Regions from separate parts of the Mus musculus genome. Here region 1 is linked to region 2. The links are chromatin contacts, called in public Hi-C maps. All regions are on one chromosome and are shown on one strand. Each heading gives the region's core, a stretch centred on a gene start, on an enhancer-like site or on the middle of the called end of the contact. The rest is flanking DNA. Distances are from core to core; before and after follow the strand shown. Region 1 has its middle 130 kb from the start of 4930435F18Rik. Region 2 has its middle 580 kb from the start of Isl1.

What was found. A called contact is a pair of places that touch in the nucleus more often than the background predicts.
Region 1: a contact with region 2 is called in a Hi-C map of the N1E-115 cell line, with 29 times the contacts expected there. The contact joins two enhancer-like sites. A contact is called at or near these places in 1 of 15 datasets of contacts at CTCF or cohesin (pro-B cells), 16 of 484 Hi-C or Micro-C datasets (the N1E-115 cell line, adipose-derived mesenchymal stem cells, cerebral cortex and 7 more) and 9 of 115 datasets of contacts at active chromatin or transcription factors (a beta-TC-6 cell line, craniofacial prominence, embryonic basal ganglia and 6 more).

The regions. Positions count from the first base shown.
Region 1 is chr13:116,704,797-116,708,316 of GRCm38.p6, reverse strand. No RefSeq gene overlaps it. Among named protein-coding and RNA genes, the nearest start is that of 4930435F18Rik, 130 kb to the left of the region's middle. Within about 2 kb of position 2,081, at least 38 of the 459 cell types and tissues checked have an H3K27ac peak or open chromatin away from gene starts, as enhancers often do. A contact at or near this core is called in the N1E-115 cell line and neural tube, where this site is marked.
Region 2 is chr13:115,723,031-115,726,825 of GRCm38.p6, reverse strand. No RefSeq gene overlaps it. Among named protein-coding and RNA genes, the nearest start is that of Isl1, 580 kb to the left of the region's middle. Within about 2 kb of position 1,360, at least 10 of the 459 cell types and tissues checked have an H3K27ac peak or open chromatin away from gene starts, as enhancers often do. A contact at or near this core is called in the N1E-115 cell line and neural tube, where this site is marked.

The DNA.
Region 1 (3,520 bases), core at 832-3,331, 980 kb before region 2:
TGGTTGAATTATGTTTACGAAGGACAGACGGAACAGAATAGAACGAATCCTAAGCGACAAAATGCATTGAGGTTTTGTTCTTCAGTGTGCAGAAATGGAAACAAAAAATGACCAAAGAGGCTGCGGGGATACCCAATGCGCAGGTTATTTTGCAGTACTAAATCATCTCTCCTCCACTTTCCTTCCCCCTCTCAAGAGCTGTGGCCCTGTCGCACAAGATCATGCAGAAGCCCGACCTACAGGCAAGACATTTTCAGAAATAAGGCTTGTAATCTGCCAGAAACCAACAAAGCTACAGACAGGCAGCCAGTCTCTCTCCTCCTTTTCCCTTCCCCTCTCTATTCCCCTTTCTCTCCCTCCACCTCCTTCTCTCCTCTAGCTAGCCTCGCCCCAATTATAACCCAGCCAGTCAGCCGCATACACCTGCTGGAAAGGATCTTGGTGGCATTGATGAGAAAGGGCGATTTTGCTTTTTTCAGAAGCCAACCAGGGTCCCAAGTCTAACCTGCCTTCAACCTCTGTAGGCGGTTCTTGGGCGTGCATGGGAGCCCCAGCCTTGGAGGCTTCCCTAGCCCTGGTTGTTGCTGGTGGGAGCTTTCGCTTTCTCTTGAAATCTCCTTTCTAAGTTGCTTCTCAGCCAAAGGTCCTCTGCAGAGTTTTCAAGGATCTCTTACTGATCTGGGAAAGCCGGGCTTTAAAGGGGGAGCCTGGAATGGCTAGACAGGAGTGGAAGGAGGGTACGTTGATTTCTGCTTTTTAACATTTTAATTTCATTGACATGACTTGAAAGGTTTGTTTTGGTCTAAGGCAAAGCTGCCAGTTCCAAACACAAACAGATGGACACACACACACTGTGTGTGTATCAGATGCTGGGGATAAAAATGGTTTATTGATTGAAATAATAGAGGCATTATTTTGATTTGTCTTGACATGAACGCTGATTTATAGAGGTTCCCCCCCCCCCATTGATTCCTTCTTGTAGTCCAGACACATGGAAATGATAAAAAGCTCACCAAGGCTCACCTTAGTGCTAATCAAGATTGTTCAATGCACGTTATAAATCTGATATTATATTTATTGCTTATCTTTATTCAGGAGGTTAGACTCCATCCTAGGGCTGTCCCCTTTCAAAAAAATGTTTTCGGGTGCATGTGTTTCCACTTTGCACTTTCAACGGACTGGAGAGGACAATAGTGTGAAAAACATCTGAAAATATGAGGCGACAACAGGGCATGTGTGTTTCATTTCTGCAGTGTTAGGGTGGAAAGTAACAAAAGAAACACACACACACACACACACACACACACACACACACACACACACAGAGTGAGGCCCAGGGACCCAGCACAAAAGACTTGCTGACCCAAAGCTAACACAAGACAAATTAAAGAACAGAGCAGGGACTGGGAGGGACTGGAGACAAACAGTTGGGGGGAAAGATCGCATCGAGTGCCTAGGACAGATGAAATACGGGAGAGAGAAGAGCAGACAAAGTAGTGCTCAGGACTGGAACTCACACCCCCGAGGCTGTGGAACAATACATTTGCTTAAAATACGAAGTTTCTTCGGCTGCACAATAACATAAAGGGATCACAAAATAAACATTACTTCTCTTGCAAGAGCGGAACAAACTGGTCACTCTAAACCAAACACAATTGTTCCAGTTTAATTGTGGGATCAGAAAACCCAGGCTGACTCCAACTCTCCTCTCGCTGCATGCCTATGAAGGGTAAAGTCTAAGGGGGTTGGGATTGGACTGCGAAACGCCTTTTCAGTGAAGCGACATCAATATTTGCAGAGTTTAAAGCTTCAAGAATACAAAGGCAGGCATGAGATTATCTGATTATCCACGGATACCATACCGAAGAAAGGAACGATGTTGCCTCTAAAAGGTTGAATAAGTTTTATTAATAAATAAATAAATAAATAAATAAATAAATAAATAAATAACCAATCTGTTGGTAAAAAGAATATATATATATATATATATATATTCAAGTGCTTGAAAAGGAATGAGGTCTAGAGCAGCAACTCCGGAGCGGGCAGTACAAGCCAGTCCCGAGGCCTCAGGGCTCAACCAAGGCCGGGGAGCGCTGCTCCAAAGTGGTGAGAGCCTCTCAGGAGCCAGAAGCCCCGCAGACCTCGACGGGATACCGGAGAGCCGGCAGCGGCTGGAAAAGAATGCTGAGGCTTCCAGGATAAACCGATCTGGGTCTAAGCCTCCGTTTCCTCGCCATCCCAAAACAGTGCCTTTAAAGGAGACATCATCGCCCTAGGACCCGTGTCCCATCCTGGGGACCCTGAATGTGCCCGACACCCCAGAACTGAGGGGCGAATTCTGGTTCTGTCCTCCTCCAGACGTTCTTACTATCCTTTAATTTTATTGGCCAGCCTGTTGCTCAGTGGACCTGGAAGGGTGAGCCTAGGGTTCCCGGACGCCCCGCTGAGTGCCTTTTCCCTAGACGCCTGCGGGGACCCGGCTGGAGATCACAGCTCGGAAAGTGTGCAGAGGCGGACTTGCAAGGCCGGGTTCCCTCCTGATGCTCACCTCAGGCGGCCGCTGGAAGTTCAGTCCCAGCGCTAGCTTTTCTCCGACAGAGACCCGATTGCCTTTAACTCCCGAGGCTGCGCTCTCCACCTCGTCCCAGGATAATTGCGCATTTCTCTACATTTAGAGCTTTGGAAATTGAGAAAGCGCGCTTTCATTTGTGCATCGTCTGCCGACAGCCCCTTCGCGTTAGAGTCTTTTCCCTCCTCCCCTCACGTACACACACACACACACACACACACACACACACACACACACACACACACACACACTTTTTAAAAAAAAAATAAATGATTTGAAATATCAAAACAAACCCTGAATCAGTCCGCCCAATTTTATGCTCCATCTCCCCTGTCTACCACAGTTTCTCTTTGTGGTCTATGGAAAAACAGTGTTTAGAGCCATTTGCAATTTCCTTTGTCACTTGCCGCTCTGTGTATGTTGGTTTTACATGTCATTTGTTTGCCAAATCAGGTTCTATTTCTTCAGCCCAGGATTCAGGATCTTTGTTCCTAGATCAATTGCCCTTTGCTGGAAGAAAGGCAGGACTTTTTTTTTTTTCTTTCTATCCACCTGATGCAGAAACTGTCAGCAAGCATTAAGTCACCAGGAGGACATCAGTGTGACAGATTCTGGCCTCTGAGGGTTTTGATTAAAGACCCCCCCCCCCAAACTCCCGCCTTGCCTTCCTAGCACTCTGTAAAGGTCATAGTTTGAAGCTGTGGTGGTGTTTATTGAATGTCTAATCTTGACTTCCAGGTATTGTAGAATCCTTCTTGGCAGGACCAAGCGGTCCTGGACTTCCAATACACCTGAATGCGTAGAGCATGTAGTCCCGTGTAGTCCTGTCTTCGATTTCCCTGGCCATAGGATGCCTACCTGCCTCATATGAATGGTGGACATTAATAGTTTCAGGTTCCTTATTAACTTTCTCTGGTTTGCTTATTGATTTCTTTACGTGATTATATCTGA
Region 2 (3,795 bases), core at 111-2,610:
ATCAGCATACTTTAATTAATTATTCTTCAGTCTACAAACATACTATGGTTTTTTTTCAATTTGCTTTCTAAAAGTGAATTGAAAAAACTTATATTCACCAGATGTTTTTTGTAATCAAGAGCATGTATTGCAATTTTTTTTCTAATAGTAGACAAATAAAAAAAAAAAAACTATTCCCTTTTGGAAATGGTAGGCCAAATTAAATTGCTATCAATTCTTTTCAAAGTTCTACTTAGGAGTTTGATCATGAAGCACTCTAAAACACTTTTGATAACTATTAATTTAGTGTTTACATCCTCTTTATGTATCTTTAAGGTTGCAGACCCCTGAAGACATAGTAGTCAGGTAGTGATATGTGAAATATTCAGTTTTTAACTACATAAGAATCTTGCTATTGAGTATCATATCATATAGAGAAACCATTTTTTTTTTTAAAAATTCTATAGTGCCAAAGGCAACTTACTTTAATTTACTATGGGTCACTCACAATATAAGTCTGAGATGAAATATCAGTTGTCTTTTGAAGGAAATATAGGCAGTCTTTCAAGAGTTCATTGATATTGTTACAACTTCTTGTTTTATGCAGACATGGGCATCAAAACAGGCCAGTCACATAGCAATATTATTCTAAGATACTTCTAAGATTTGCTTACAAAACTGAATTCTAGAGAGAAAATGGAGACTTTATTTCAAGCCCATTAGAGGGTTTGATAATAATGGTACTGCAGGACCTCCCTGAATCACAGTGTTACTCCCTTGAGGTACGCTGGGAAGCCAAAGGGAGAAGGCTAAGGTTGAGGATCCGAATGACCTCATGTTTAGTTTTGTGTTTTGTTTTTTATTTCTGATTCATTTTGCTCCTCTTACTGGTTAGGAGGTAAGTGATAATATCCAAAAGAAAAGGCCATTTAAAAAATAATTCAAACTCTCACTTGGCCTACATCTGTGACCTTACCAGAAATCTTAGCTAGAATATTACCTTTTGAACAGATAACTGAGATCAGATATATAGAAACATATAAGAAAGAAGACATATAGAAACTATCTCTTGGTGTCATCTAGTGGCTGCATTTCACACTACATAGAAGAAACGCCTTATTGGTTTTCTGAGTAAAAACTGTTTTATTACATTTGTTTCTGAGTGACTGGTGTAAAAGAAGCTGCCATTCTTAACAGTCAAGTGAAGGTCAGCAGTCATCAAGCCTAGCCTGGCTCTTCACCCTGGTCCTTGACTGCGTCTTCTTATGAGGTCAGGACACACGAGCTGGGAAGCTCAGTTATTGCACACTGGTGTGAAGGTTCTGCTCCATGCCCCATTTAGGCTGCATGGCTGAGTGACAGAGTGTTGTTAAGAGACACCCACAGCCAACACACAAGGTATTTTCTCTTAGCAGGCAGAACAGCACTCAAGGGACTCTGATAGACTGAGCTGACATGCTAACAATCTGATTGCAGACGGCAATGGCCGGAGCCTCTGAGGGAAAGAAGAGTCCCCTGACCCTCCTGTCATCTGCTCTCAGTCTCCGTCCTAAGATAGGAAAACTGCACAACTATCACCAGGAAAGGTGACATAGCGAAAGTAACTTATCCACAAATGTGCCGAAGTGTCATCTCTAATGTTATAGTTCCTTTAAGACGAACTGTAATTTCTAATATAACTTTTCAATTTCGAAGGGAAAGGGCACCAAGGCTGGGTTGACAGAAATAAATTATCCAGATAATTAAGGCTAACTACTCCACTTTCTCCTACTCCCTGGCCCACACACAGACAATAATAGGGCTCAATTATTTATAATTCAGATTTTTTTTCTTTAAAAAAAAAGATTTTTCAATAAAACTGGTGTTTGAATAGATCAAAATTATTATCATTAGGAAGGAAATTATTAGCAAATTATGATCAGGGAATGTACAAAATTTTCAATTATCATAGTTTTTATTAGTGTCTTTAGCATAAAAACAGAAAAGGCATTTAAAGATGGAAACAATGAGTCTGAGACTTGATTCTCATTTTCTTCTGTTTTTAGGCAAATTTATAGATTTCTATCTTTATTAAACAGGATTTTATAAACACATTTGAGCTGTTTTCTTAACATTATTCTATGAACACTAACTGAAATTGAATTCACATCATTTGGTTGATGTTTGATTTCTCTCATGTATAATTCTTTTTAATTTTTGAATATCTTACACATAACTACAATTTAATAAAGAAATGAATAAGAAACTGCACACATGTGGGCTTCTAGAAAAATAATTTCTCCTGTTTTATAAAGGAGTTAGATACTGCAAGTATTTGTGTGTGGTATTTATATAGATGCCTATAAAGTATATATATATATACTATTTATACATGCATATATTTCTATGCGTGCACATGCGTGCACGCCTACACACACACACACACAATTTAAAGGTTATGTATGTGTGTATAAAAAGATAGAAAGAAAAAGGTACACATTACTCCCAAAGGAAATACTCATTTCAATTTAGCAATCCAAAATACTTTGGATCAATTTGTTTTTTGTTTATTTTAAAACATTAGGTTTCTTCTAAATAAAGTTCAGAAATATGGGTCATTTAATTTTATATCGCATGTGAAAAAGCATCAAATTTGACTAATGTGGCTCATTTTTCTGGATATATATCTTACTTTTATTCTTTTAGAACAACTGATCAGAAATTAATAAAAATTTATTTGAGTATGTGTTTGTAACAGTATCAAGTAACTTGTTACATTTGAAATCAAATGCAGGAACTAGCACAGGTAAAAATCATTAAAACATACCTAGCTTTTCATTTTGCTTTGTTTTGTTTTGGATAGTTAATAGTATAATTCCTTGTGGCCTTTATTGTTATTTTAAAGGACCCTTATTTTTATTTTGCCCATTTCCCCCTTTTTTCTGCATTTATCTCACATTTTCTAAAAAGCACTATACCTTTCCCTGTCTTCTGTCAGACAACTTATATCCTGTGGTCTTTCCCAGGGAAAAAGCACATTAATTGGTTGTCTGGTATCAAATGACCAGGCCTGAAATCATGGATACCAATAACATATGTGGATGGAACAGGTTATATGTAAGATTATACATATACATGTATATGCTTATATGCATATACACACAATTATATGTATATGTGTATCAATATATATGTATTATATACAATATGTATATGTATACAACACACACATATATATGCATATGTGTATCAATATATATGTATTATATACAATATGTATATGTATACAACACACACACACATATATACATATATATATATATATATATATATATATATATATATACATACACACACACACTAATTTATATATGTATGCAATAACCTTTAGTGAAAGACAAGGCCATAAATTTGAAGGAGTTGGCGAGGTTCTATGGATGTGTTCAGAACGAGGAAAGGAATCAGAGTAAAGTTTTAAGTATATAATTTCAAAAAATACAAAAGACATAGTTTTCAGGCTATTAATACCTTTTCAGATATGTTTCCTGGTATTAGAGTTAAAATCAGAGTACAGGGAAGTACCATTTTTAAAATACAGCAGGTAATTTAAATATGGAATGTGGAATGAAGGAGCTGTCTTAATGCTCATTAAGCAAAATCTATATAATTGGCTGAAGAGGTAGATGGAAGGACAGTCACACAAACAAACAGGCCATTCACACCCTCTCGGTATTTACATTACTAGATCCATACAGTAGACAACATTAGATCCAAACAAGACCATTCTTAGTTTTCCCTGAAATTTCAGGCAAAGCATCTGCAGAAATTAAGTACAGT